2 separate regions of the Canis lupus genome follow, and region 1 is linked to region 2. Evidence: chromatin contacts called from public Hi-C data. All regions are on one chromosome and are shown on one strand. The core of a region is the stretch at or near the end of the contact, and the rest is flanking DNA. Distances in the headings are between cores, read along the strand shown.

Region 1 (5,664 bases), core at 113-2,612, 35 kb after region 2:
AGAAACTTAACTGCAGGGACTAAGAACAGATCCTCAAATTACTATTTGCTCAGATTTTCCCAACACATTAATCTGATAAGTCAGTCCACATTAGTAAACCATCTACTTGATTAATCACAATCCTAGTTAAGTACGAGAAACTTCCTATTTGGAAAAAATCAGGAGCCAAGATTCTTTCCAAATTTACTCTGTCACGTGAGAGACTGAATTACATTTCTCACGGTATATTACTCTGTAAAATTAGAAGTAAACAGTATTGGCAACAAAGTCCAAGCCTTAAAAGTCAGTCCTTTTTATACTGGCAAAAATTCAGTTGCCTTCACGCAGTTTCCTTTGGATGGTTAAAGGACTGATTTTCTCCTTAGCTGTCATCACTTTGCCTCTTTACCACTTTACTGGGGAGGAAAAAAACCAACCAAACAAACAAACAAACAAAAAAAAAACAACAATCGCAGCCCTACACCTATCTACTAGGCTTTAAAACCGCAACACAGAAAAATTAAAGAAAAAAAATTATACTCCTAAATAAACTATGGAAAACGGCTTCGAAGTCATCCTAAAAAACATTCTGAAATACAAGCAGGCGTCTCCAGATTCGAGGTGAAGAGGACACACAGGTAGCGTGTCTTCAGGCCTTTCGCCCGCCGATGCTCTTTTGTTTGTAACTGGAAGGGAGATGGAACAGGGGACGGTGCGGCCTCAGGAACGCACGCCTCTACTCTGGTTGGCAGGATGCTCGTTTGTTAAAAACACGGGAGGTTTGATTCCCTTCCCGCTGGGACTGAAGGTCCTCAGCACGAGACACCCAAAAGGCGAGGGGGCCCGCGCGAGGGGCAGCGACGCGCACCTGCCGCGCACCTGCGGCGCACCTGCGCTCCCACAGCGCCTCCCGCTGGCGCCTCCGAGGCCCGCCGCCGGCCCGCCGCCGCACAGCTGGGCGCACAGCGGCAGGGCAGGTGCAGCGAGCCCCGCCCGACCCCGCGCACCTGGCGGCGCACGGCCCGGAAGCCCCGCGGGGGCGAGTGTCCTCCCGCCGCCCCGGGGGCCCCCGCCCCGCCGTCCTCTGCCCCGCCGCCCCGCCGCCCCGCCGCCCCCGCCGCGCCCTTGTGGCTCCGCGCCCCGGGCGCACGGCCGCGACCTCTGGGAGCCCTCGGTGGTTCCGGCGGTCCGGCCCGGGGTCTCGTCACCTCATGAGGTAGTCCCGAAAGTCCTTGCTCCGGACATAGTCCGCCGCCTTCCGCACCAGCGCGCCCGCCATGGCCGTGCCCGCCGCCAGGCCGCCCCCGCGCCCTCGCCTCCGCTCTCCGCTCCCCGGAGCCCAATGACACCCAGCGCAGCGGACGGCGCGGACACCGCTCCCGCCCGCGGGCCCGCCTCACGACAGCCGGCTCCGCCTTACGGCCGCGCCGGCCTTCGGCCTATGGGAGGACGCGGGGGGGCAGGCGGCGGCGCGGATTGGCTGGCGCGAGCCGCACACCTCCTCCCCGCCCCTCTGCGGCGCTCGGGGGCGGGGCCCGCTGCCGTAAACCGTCCGGGGCCCGGCGGGGATTGGCTGGCGGTCTCCCGGCGCGGGTGACGGTCCCGGGCTCGGCGGGCAGGCAGGCGGCTGGGCTCGTGCGGCCGCCGGGGCGCGCGGGAGCGTCCCCGCAAGGGCACCTTGGCCGGGCCGCGAGCGCACCCGCAGTGCCGGCGTGGGCGGCCCGCGGTGCCCCCGGTGCGCACCGGGAGGGCGGCCGGGGGGCTTGGGTGGTCGACGGGCGCCGTGCACACGCCCCGACCCGGCCCGTCCTGCTGGGGTAGCCGCAGGTGCACGGCTCGGGTAGCCGCAGGTGCACGGCGCTAACGCGTCCGCCCCAGGCAGGGTTAGATCGCGCCGCGTGCATCGCACCGGAGCGGGGAGGGGGCCCTGCGTGTCCCCGCCAGCTAACCCTCTGACACCGGGAGGTGCGCTCAGGTCACGATGGGGGCTCCTGAGGTCCAGCCCAAGGTGGGGGCTCGCTGCGCAGCTGGACCTGCTGGAGATTCTCGCCCTCTGCCTTTGCGGCTCGTGTCCGTGCGTTCTCTTGCAAATATAAATAAGCCTTTAAAAAAAGAAAAATTAAGGTGCAGAGTCGTCTGTGCTACTCGTTTGTGCACAGGGACAGGAAAAGTCTATCAGTTTGTTTCCAAAGATAAAAGGGAAGTGTTAGCAGGGGCTGCCTCCAAAGGCTAAGTAAGCGCAGACGGGTGGAGGGAAGCGAACCTTTTCACTGTATGGTTTATTTGTTCCCGTTGACATTTGTACAACGAAAATAGGCTATCTATCCAAAATAAATAAAAATGCCTTTGAGAAGTAAAATAGCAAATCTTTGAATCAGATTCATTTTCTGTTAAGGACCTCCATGGGTCACACCTGACTTGGATCTCATTTGAAAGACTGACTAGGGGACATTGCAATCCCATAGCAACACAGGGAAGGTGGGTTGTGTTAACCTGGTGCTTCATGGTACAGGTAGGAGCTTAGAAAAAACAAGGGGGGGGGGGGCGGGCTAGGCATCCTTGGTGGCTCAGCGGTTTTGCGGCTGCCTTTGGCCCAGGGCCTGATCCTAGAGACCTGGGATCCCAGGTCGGGCTCCCTGCATGGAGCCTGCTTCTCTCTCTCTCTCTCTCTCTCTCTCTCTCTCATGAGTAAATAAATAAATAAATCTTAAAAAAAAAAAAAAAAGGGGGCAGCCTCCGTGGCTCAGTGGCTTAGCACGGCCTACAGCCTAGGGCGTGATCCTGGAGACCCAGGATCGAGTCCCACGTCGGGCTCCCTGCGTGGAGCCTGCTTCTCCCTCTGCCTGTGTCTCTGCCCCTCTCTCTGTCTCTCATGAATAAATAAATAAAATCTTAAAAAAAAGAGAAAACAAGGGGGTCTTCATGATTAATAGTATTATCATTAATAGTGCTGAAAACCACAGGCTCAAGGTGGAGTTACCTGCCTTCAGTCCTGCAAACCAAGACTTAATGGTGGTTTCATACTTGGCAGGAGCGGAACTTTAAGCCAGTCAATCTGGAATTTTCCAATCTATATCCATGAGGTAATCTGTCACTAGGGCCCTCCATCCACCTCCACCCCCAAAGGAGATGAGGTCATCTGCATGATGAGACCTCTTCCCCTTCCTGAAACAAATCTTTTCTTTTGCTGATAACTTCTTGCCCCACCGTCGTTCCTATCAAAACCTTCCATTTTGTACAACTCCTTGCAGAATCTCTACTTGCTAGGTGGAATGCTGCCCCATTCACAAATCCCTCCAATTAGGGCTTTAAAATTTACTGATTGAATTTTATTTCTTGGGGATAGCTACCATTTGTTAACCAGTAGGCACTTTTTGTACAACAATTCTCATAACCCAGAAGGGGTGTTTTTAAAGAAACTGAATGGCTTCTTGCATAAAACCAAACTGCCTCTGCAAGATTGATGGGGAAGGGAGCCTCCCCAACATCCATTGTGAGAAGGGGCTCCTGTATCTCATGGCGGATCAGCCTTATCCCCTGGTATTTTCCTTTTCCTCATGAACAGTGATCAGAGGAAGCGTCTGCAGATTCCCAGACTGCTAACCTTAGAGCTTCAGGACCCTGGAAGCTGGTTAGTGACAGCACTTGGAGAAACTCTCCTGAGGGCTCCTGCCCCCAGTTACTGGTGTCACCACCAGACTGGCTTCTGATGATTCTGCTTTCCACATCTGGCCTTGGTTGGACCTTAAACCCTTTTGTTAGTTCCTACTGCACGGAGAAGTATGAGCTAGAGAAAAGAAACATAAAGGGAAAATTGTCTGGCTAAGCAGCTAACCTGGGATGTGAATCCGGTTCTCTTTTAATCTGCGAGCCATGCTTTCCCCACTATTTCACGATAGCACAATTAGGACTTCTTCCATGTTAATATGTATATTTGCTACTTTAAATATGGAGCAGGGGTGCCTGGCTGTCCTCAGTTAAGAATCTGACTTTGACTCAGGTCATGAGCTCAGGGCCCTGGGATGGAGCCCGGGCGGGGGCGGGGGCAGTGGGGGGGGCGGTGTTCCTCCTCAGCAGGGAGCCTGCTCCTCCTTCTGCCCTTTCCCCAACTTGTGCTCTTGGTTTTTCTCAAATAAATGAATAAAGCCTTTAAGTATGAAGCAGGCTATGTGATCTCATGTATAAGAGAATATAAAACCTTAGAAAGGCCTAAAAACCCAACATGACCCCTATGCGGACAAAGTATAGAAGGTAAAAATGCAAACATTGCTGGCTACCTTGAGTCCCAGGTGTGTGGAAGAAAGAATCTCACAAGTCCATCCAAGTTCGGAAATGACAATCACACACAGGGGTGTACTCTGCTTCCCTGTTGACTGTTAGGAGCAGGATCTGTGAGCTCAGATTGCTGAAGTCAGAGTGGGGGAAGCTGGCCCTGCTGCAGAGCACCCATATGCACCAGCGTTTTGTAGGCACTGACATACACTGTGTGTCCAGGCAGTGCTTGTGTTTGTAGGATGGTCAGCGATCCACAAGTTGGGTGTCCCATGGAGGGGCTCATGGCAGGCAGGTCTGTGATGCCTCACATGCATGGCCGAAGAAATCTATGTGGCAGTAAACTAGCTATATTTTTTTCACCTAACTATCAAAATAGGAAAAAAAAAAAAAAAAAAAAGGAAAAGAGGAAACAGTAGTTGTGCTTATGAACTAACACACTTAATTCCACAGGCTTTCTTCTGGACATGGGGATAATATTGATCATTTTGTCCATGTGGGAGGGCTACTGTGATGAGAAGAGGCAACTTTTGAGGAGTACTTAATGGATGAGGAAGTGTTTTATAGACATAGATGTGTTGTTTTGTCCTGCTACCTACTTTTATTCCAGCCCAACACCTGCCTTTCTTTGGTTCCAGTTAGGTAGGCACATGTTAGTGTGACTGCATTAGTAATTTAAAGAATGTAGTAAATAAGTAAGCTGAGAAACTCTGGAATTTTGTGAGAGGCAGGACACTTGCGGGCAGAGGCCAGGGATATGAATTGTACCATCTTGCCACGGTAGCTAGTTCTTCCGTCCTACTTGTCATTAATCCATTGTGCTGCTCCCAAGGCTTGGTGAGTGCTTTCAGATTGGCAGCCCCTGCCCCCATCTACTTTTTTCCTGGCTCGCTGTTTTCATACAGTTCCCACAGAAGTCACAAAGAAACCGTTTCACAAGCAAGGGCAATTCACTTTGCTTGGCAATTCAGAAATCTCCTAGCAAATTATGGTGAAGGATAAAGGAAACCAAGGCATCACTATTTTGCAAAAGGAAACCAAGGCATCAGTATTTTGCATTCCCTGTGGGCTTACCTGCCAGCCTCTTCCCTTTGCTACAGCTCACTTGGTTTGTTTTTTAATCAGGGTGTGTGTAAATGTTGCGCCACCCTTAATCCTCCAAGCATTATTTACTCTGAGGAGGAAGGGCTGAGATGTTATCCTGTTCATCTCTGCCCTTGGAGGAAGGTCAGAGGTATCCCAGCTCTTTCCACGGCCTCATCTCAACTTCTACACAATTTTCTGCTGAAAACCAAGTTGGGGGAGTTATGACAGGGGACTTGGGCTGCCTCCATTTTGACCTCAAACTCTCCAGTTGGGCTCTTCTTTCCAGCTGGTGTCTTGGCTCAGGGGGAAGACCTTATGGGCAAAGCA
Region 2 (6,187 bases), core at 2,908-5,407:
TATAAAATGTCCTACTCTGATCTCTAAGATTTCATATAACACTTGGTAGGAAGTATTGAATGTGTCCAACACTCTTAAGTGTTCAGGTAGGAAATGACACTTGAAATTGAAATTCTAAGCCCTGAACAGTTAGAAGTACCTTGGAAAGAGTGCCGAACCCACATGTTTGGGACAGATGGTATCATGTTTAATCATTGGTCTTTTACTTTCTCTCATGGCTTGTCTCAACCACTTCTCTGGACATGGTAGCAAGTCTTGATACAAGTAATAACATGGCATCTGCCTTAAGGACTGAGGCCCCAGAATGCTTTGTGAAGGAAGAGAGTCCATTACTAGTCATCCGTCTGTGGCCACAGTTACTGGAGTGCCTCACTGCGAAGGGGTCTGGGTCAGGGGGAGACAAGGGGGGCCTCTCAAGGTGTAGGTGGGAAAGCAGATGTTCCTGTAGTTGCTCAGAAGTTATCGGACTGAGCTGAGAAAGAACAAAACAGGCCTCAGGGAAAACAGCCCAAGTTCCGATCATGCTTCCTGTTTTGCCAAAGAGAACTTAATTCTCGCTGTCGCATTTCCTGATTCTGTTCTTGACATCCCCCCAGATACAGAGCGAGCTGCTCTGACCACCGCTGCCAGGAAGGCGATCAGAGGAAGGTCGCCCTTGACAGTGGAGTATTAGCCCCATCCCCACGCTTCTACATGCTTCCACTGAGTCAGCAGCAGTAGTGAGCTGATCCAGAGACACGCCCACCCCAAAGGAAGGCAGACACCGAGGCGAGAAGTTCCAGGGTTTGAGAAGGCCAGTGATCCCAGTAGATACAAGGCGCTCAGGCCACTGTCACCTCTGCTACTTCCAGTCTGGCCCCACCTGCTGTCACCCTCCATGCACTGGCCTGGGAGGCCCTTTTATTTTTTCACTTATTTTTAAATGTTTTTGGTGTGGAGGTCCTTTTAAATCTGTTCATCTCATTCCTCTACTTAAAAACCTTCCACTCCCCAGCTCCCATGTTTTTAGAATAAAGGCCATGGTGATAACCGTAACAGAGGAAGTTTTCATTATATACAGAGCCTGTCAGTCATTCCAGCCTTGTGCATTACCACATCCTTTCCACAATGGGTGTGCACACATGTGTCCATGCACACACACACACATATACTGTATACACACTCAGAAGCTCATATGTTTTAGCCAGACCATCCACTCTGAGTCTGTGAGATCCATGCTCCACCTATAAGCCTTTCTCTATTCTCCTTGCAGAAATCTTGCTCCCCCCAAATGCCTTGCCCCCTTCCCCAACTCCTCCAAGCTTCTTTTCTTGTCCAGTTCTACCTTGACCTGTGGGTCTCCTTCTTGGAGAGCCTTCCTGGACTTCCAAAGACATGGCCAGGTGCCCCTCCCTGTGCCCTCACAGCTGCTCTCTCCATCCGAGCAGAGTCAGCAGCTACTCTGCTGCCTGCCTACCCCCGGTCAGCTGCCCTGTTGGACTGCCCTGGTTGTGTCCAGGCGCCACCCCGCAGCAAAGAGCCCAGCACTTTTTTTTTTTTAAGATTTATTTTTATTTACGATAGAGAGAGAGAGAGGCAGAGACACAGGCAGAGGGAGAAGCAGGCTCCATGCGGGGAGCCCGACGCGGGACTCGATCCTGGGTCTCCAGGATCGCGCCCTGGGCCAAAGGCAGGCGCTAAACCGCTGCGCCACCCAGGGATCCCCAAAGAGCCCAGCACTTGATGGAAACTCAGCATATGTTCCTCCAATGAATCAATGAGTAACAGTAACTGAAGCATATTAGAGAATCTGAGGTGTAAATTCCTCCCATATGACATCTAGGGTTGACTATAGGGGAGAAAATAAATCTAGATGTTAATTAATGAACAGTCATTTCTTGGGTGTGTCCTGTGTGGCTGTGCTGCCTGGAGGGGAGGGCAGCATGGGGACGTGGATGAGTGTCCCTCCCCAGTGACGAAACCGACTAGACGAGGAGAGTCTTTAAGAAGCCACTATAATGGGTAAACAGGCTGTGGTACGGCCAGGCATCGGAATGTTCCTCAGCCCTAGAAAGAGATAAACTATCAAGCCATGAAAAGACATGGACGAACCTTAAATGCACATTCCTAAGTGAAAGCAGCCAGCCTAAGGCTACATGCTGTGTGATTCTAAATCTATGACGTTCTGGAAAAGGCAAAAGTACGGAGACAGTGAAAAGACCGGTGGCTGCGGGGGGCTGGGGAGAGGGATGAGCAGGTGGCGCCCTAGTGGCCTTCAGGGCAGTGAAACTGTTCTGTGACTGTCGTGGGGGACATGTCATCGTACTTTTGTCAAGACCCATAGAATGTACAACACGAGGAAGGAACCCTGGTAGAGAAGGTGAACTTCGGTTAGTAACCATGTATGGGTTGGCTCATCAATTGCCACAAACTAAGTACAAAGAAATGTTAACAGTATGGAAACAGGACGGGGAGAGGCAAGAACACACGACACTGTGCTTTCTGCCCATTTTCCAGGAAATCTAAAACTGCTCCAGAAAGGGTGGATTAGCCCTGAGTGTGTTGTATTTGTGAGCATGGTTCTGTAAGACCTGCAGGTTTCCTCCCAGAGCGGTGCCCGGAGCTCTGCTGCTCACAGCGCGCAGGAGGGGCACGGACAGTGGGACTGGCTCCTCCGGGAGGAGGGACCCCCCTCAGAGGGGAGGGACCCCGGGAGGAGGGACCCCGCTCAGGGGGAAGAGGCTCCGGGAGGAGGGACCCGCTCAGAGGGGAGGGACCCCGGGAGGAGGGGAGGGACTCCGGGAGGAGGGACCCGGGAGGAGGGGCCCGCTCAGAGGGAAGAGGCTCCGGGAGGAGGGACCCGCTCGGAGGGGAGGGACCCCGGGAGGAGGGACCCGGGAGGAGGGGCCCGCTCAGAGGGAAGAGGCTCCGGGAGGAGGGACCCGCTCAGAGGGGAGGGACTCGCTCAGGGGGGAGGGACCCCGGGAGGAGGGACCCGCTCGTAGGGGAGGGACCCGGGAGGAGGGGCCCGCTCAGAGGGGAGGGACCCCGGGAGGAGGGACCCGCTCGGAGGGACCCGCTCGTAGGGGAGGGACCCGGGAGGAGGGACCCGCTCGGAGGGGAGGGACCCCGGGAGGAGGGACCCGCTCGGAGGGGAGGGACTCCGGGAGGAGGGGCCCGCTCGTAGGGGAGGGACTCCGGGAGGAGGGACCCGCTCAGAGGGAAGAGGCTCCAGGAGGAGGGACCCGCTCAGAGGGGAGGGACCCCGGGAGGAGGGGAGGGACTCCGGGAGGAGGGACCCGGGAGGAGGGACCCGCTCAGAGGGAAGAGGCTCCAGGAGGAGGGACCCGCTCAGAGGGGAGGGACCCCGGGAGGAGGGGAGGGACTCCGGGAGGAGGGACCCGGGAGGAGGGGCCCGCTCAGAGGGAAGAGGCTCCAGGAGGAGGGACCCGCTCAGAGGGGAGGGACTCGCTCAGGGGGGAGGGACCCCGGGAGGAGGGACCCGCTCGGAGGGGAGGGACCCCGGGAGGAGGGACCCGGGAGGAGGGGAGGGACCCGGGAGGAGGGACCCGGGAGGAGGGACCCGGGAGGAGGGGAGGGACCCCGGGAGGAGGGACCCGCTCAGGGGGAAGAGGCTCCGGGAGGAGGGACCCGCTGGGGGGCTGGGGGACCCCGGGAGGTGGGACCCGCTCAGTGAGAAGGGACCCCGGGAGGAGGGACCCGCTCAGGGGGGAGGGACCCCGGGAGGAGGGACCCGCTCGTAGGGGAGGGGCTCCGGGAGGAGGGACCCGCTCAGGGGGGAGGGACCCCGGGAGGAGGGACCCGCTCAGGGGGGAGGGACCCCGGGAGGAGGGACCCGCTCAGAGGGACGGCGGCGGAGGGGTGGCGGGGTGGTGGGGGCCTCCGGGAGGAGGGGAAGGAACTCCGCGTGTCTGAAACAGGAAGCGAGTGTCAGCGAGTGCCAGCTGTTTGGCTGGACGAGCACCAGAAGAGAGAGGAGCGGGGAGGGGGTGGGGGGGCTGGCCCGGGAAGCCTCGCAGACCGTTACCTGGTGGGTCGGGGCTACAGCCACAAATACCACCGACCGTGCAGCTTAGCGCAATTCCTCTCCCACAGTCCGCCGGCCTTAGTCCGGGATGCAGGCCAGGATCCTCTGGCCGATCCGCCGTTTGGCGAGGCCCACGTCCTGGCCTGCAGGCGGCCACCGCCCCGGGTCCTCGCGCTGCAGAGAAGGGAAGCTCAGAGGCCTCCCTCTCTGGAAAGCATGGATTCCATCATAAGGGAACCACTCTCGCGGCCTAATCTAACCTGATCTCTCCCCACCAGGCCCACTCCAAATACTATCCGTGCTGAAAATTAGAGCTTCAACATCGACAGGCGGATTTGGAGGGACATGAACATCCAGCGCATAGCATGCATGTTAAAGATCTGGGGTTGTCGCCTCTGAAAGATGGGAAACCACTGAATCTGTCACATTGAATGCGAATGTGAACGCGACAGAGCAGATTTGCGTGTTGGAAAGTTTTCACTCCTGCCAGACAAGTGGGTCTCAGGGGGCAGGCGTGGGTGCACATGGTCTCTTAGGGTCTGTGTGCTTCACCAGAGGAGGGGCGCAGGGCCTTAGACCTGTATGGTGTGCACATGAGTGTGGAACAGCCCGCTGACCAGAAGTGGGATCCACGGGCCTCGATTGAGTGCAGGGGAGTGGGCAAAGGAAGGGGCTCCCAGGGCGGCCACAGAGCGTGGGGCAGGGATGGACTGGAGATAGAAATTCAGAGGGCATCTGGGTGGAGCCCAGGAAACCCCCCAGGAAGAGTGGGGGCAGAAGAGATGTCTGCAGAAAGGAGAGGCTGTGAGCAGAGGGCGAGGAAGCAGCCTGATGAGGTCCAGTGCTGCCCTCTGTCTCAGATAATCAAGGTGGTTGGATTCATGTGGGTCACTGCCTGGTTCTGTAGCTCTCCCTTCAGGACGCCAGTGAGTATTCCAATGGCCCAACTAAACCAGGCATCTCCTGTACAGTGGGTGTTCCTAGAACATCACCCCATTACGGAGAAAAAAGATCCAGGGTCGTTGCTGACTGCACATCAAGGATGTCCAGAGATGCCTTGACACTCAGGTTCTCATTTCCTAAGCCATGTAAATCACCAAATGGTGAGCGAGTGGAACATTTCCCCAAGGATCTGCTCTTTGTAGAAAATATCCTGCTCCTACATTTTGCCCATATGTGTTATTATTTTTTAAAAAAAACCACAAAGGTGACGTTTTAAGATTTTACTCACTTATTCATGAGAGACACAGAAGCGGCAGAGACACGGGCAGAGGGAGAAGCAGGCTCCATGCAGGGAGCCTGATGTGGGACTCGATTCCCAGACCCAGGATCACGCCCTGAGCTGAAGGCAGACACTCAACCGCTGAGCCACCCAGACGTCCCCAAAGGTGACTTTTTAATGGCTATCAGGCATTCTGTCTTTCCAAGAGGGAAGTTTTTACACCTTGACCTCTCATGAGAGTAACTGCCTTCCCCAGATCCTGCCTCCTACAAGGGAGGAGAGGGAACCAGTAGCCTCAGAACAGGACACTGCTCTTCGCTTTATCTTTCTGACAACAGCCGGTGGTGTCAGCCACGGAATCCGTGCTGTGGTCACAACTCTGCTGTAAGTGGAGCTGCGAGTCACTGTGCTAATGTCCTGTGAAGCCTTTGTGAAACTCCTTTGGTAGCCGATGGAAACAAGTCAGCCTTCCATGACCAAGGCTTGGAATTAGTGAGCCAGAAATAAACAGGTTTTGGATATGGAATGCTTAAAAGCAAAAGTAAACTTTGCATTTTGATCATTTACTTCTCCTGATCCATTTGCTAATATCCTGATTAGTTGATGGAAATGTGACTTTAATGTGGCACAATGGATAAAACATGTTTTCCTGATGATGCTAATGGTCAGGACGCAATTTATAGAAGAAAAGTGTGTATCAGCACGAGTAAGTTATGGTCTAGTTGGAAATAACTTCATCTTTCCTTTAGGGGATTTATGGATTAATCTGTGGTTTACTGGGTAAACTTGATACTTTATTCAGAGAAGAAAAAGATACCACCTCATCCTAGAGAAATTTGCAAATTATCTTTTGTAGGAAGATTTAATAGAGATGAATAAAAACATAATGGCATACAGTGGACTCGAACTCCCACATCAGACCCTTACTACTCAAGTCG

What was found. Hi-C and Micro-C count contacts between places; a contact is called where the count stands out from the background.
Region 1: a Hi-C map of blood shows a contact between it and region 2, with 2.0 times the contacts expected there. The contact joins the promoter of MPC1 here to the enhancer-like site in region 2. A contact is called at or near these places in 5 of 9 Hi-C or Micro-C datasets (amygdala, blood and liver).

What each region holds. Positions count from the first base shown.
Region 1 is chr1:54,944,060-54,949,723 of UU_Cfam_GSD_1.0, forward strand. MPC1 (mitochondrial pyruvate carrier 1) reads right to left here and starts at 1,363. Exons shown (of 5, transcript XM_038526524.1): 1 at 1,188-1,363. The coding sequence starts at 1,258.
Region 2 is chr1:54,906,319-54,912,505 of UU_Cfam_GSD_1.0, forward strand. No RefSeq gene overlaps it. Among named protein-coding and RNA genes, the nearest start is that of SFT2D1, 7.6 kb to the left of the region's middle. Within about 2 kb of position 4,158, at least 13 of the 20 cell types and tissues checked have an H3K27ac peak or open chromatin away from gene starts, as enhancers often do. A contact at or near this core is called in blood and liver, where this site is marked.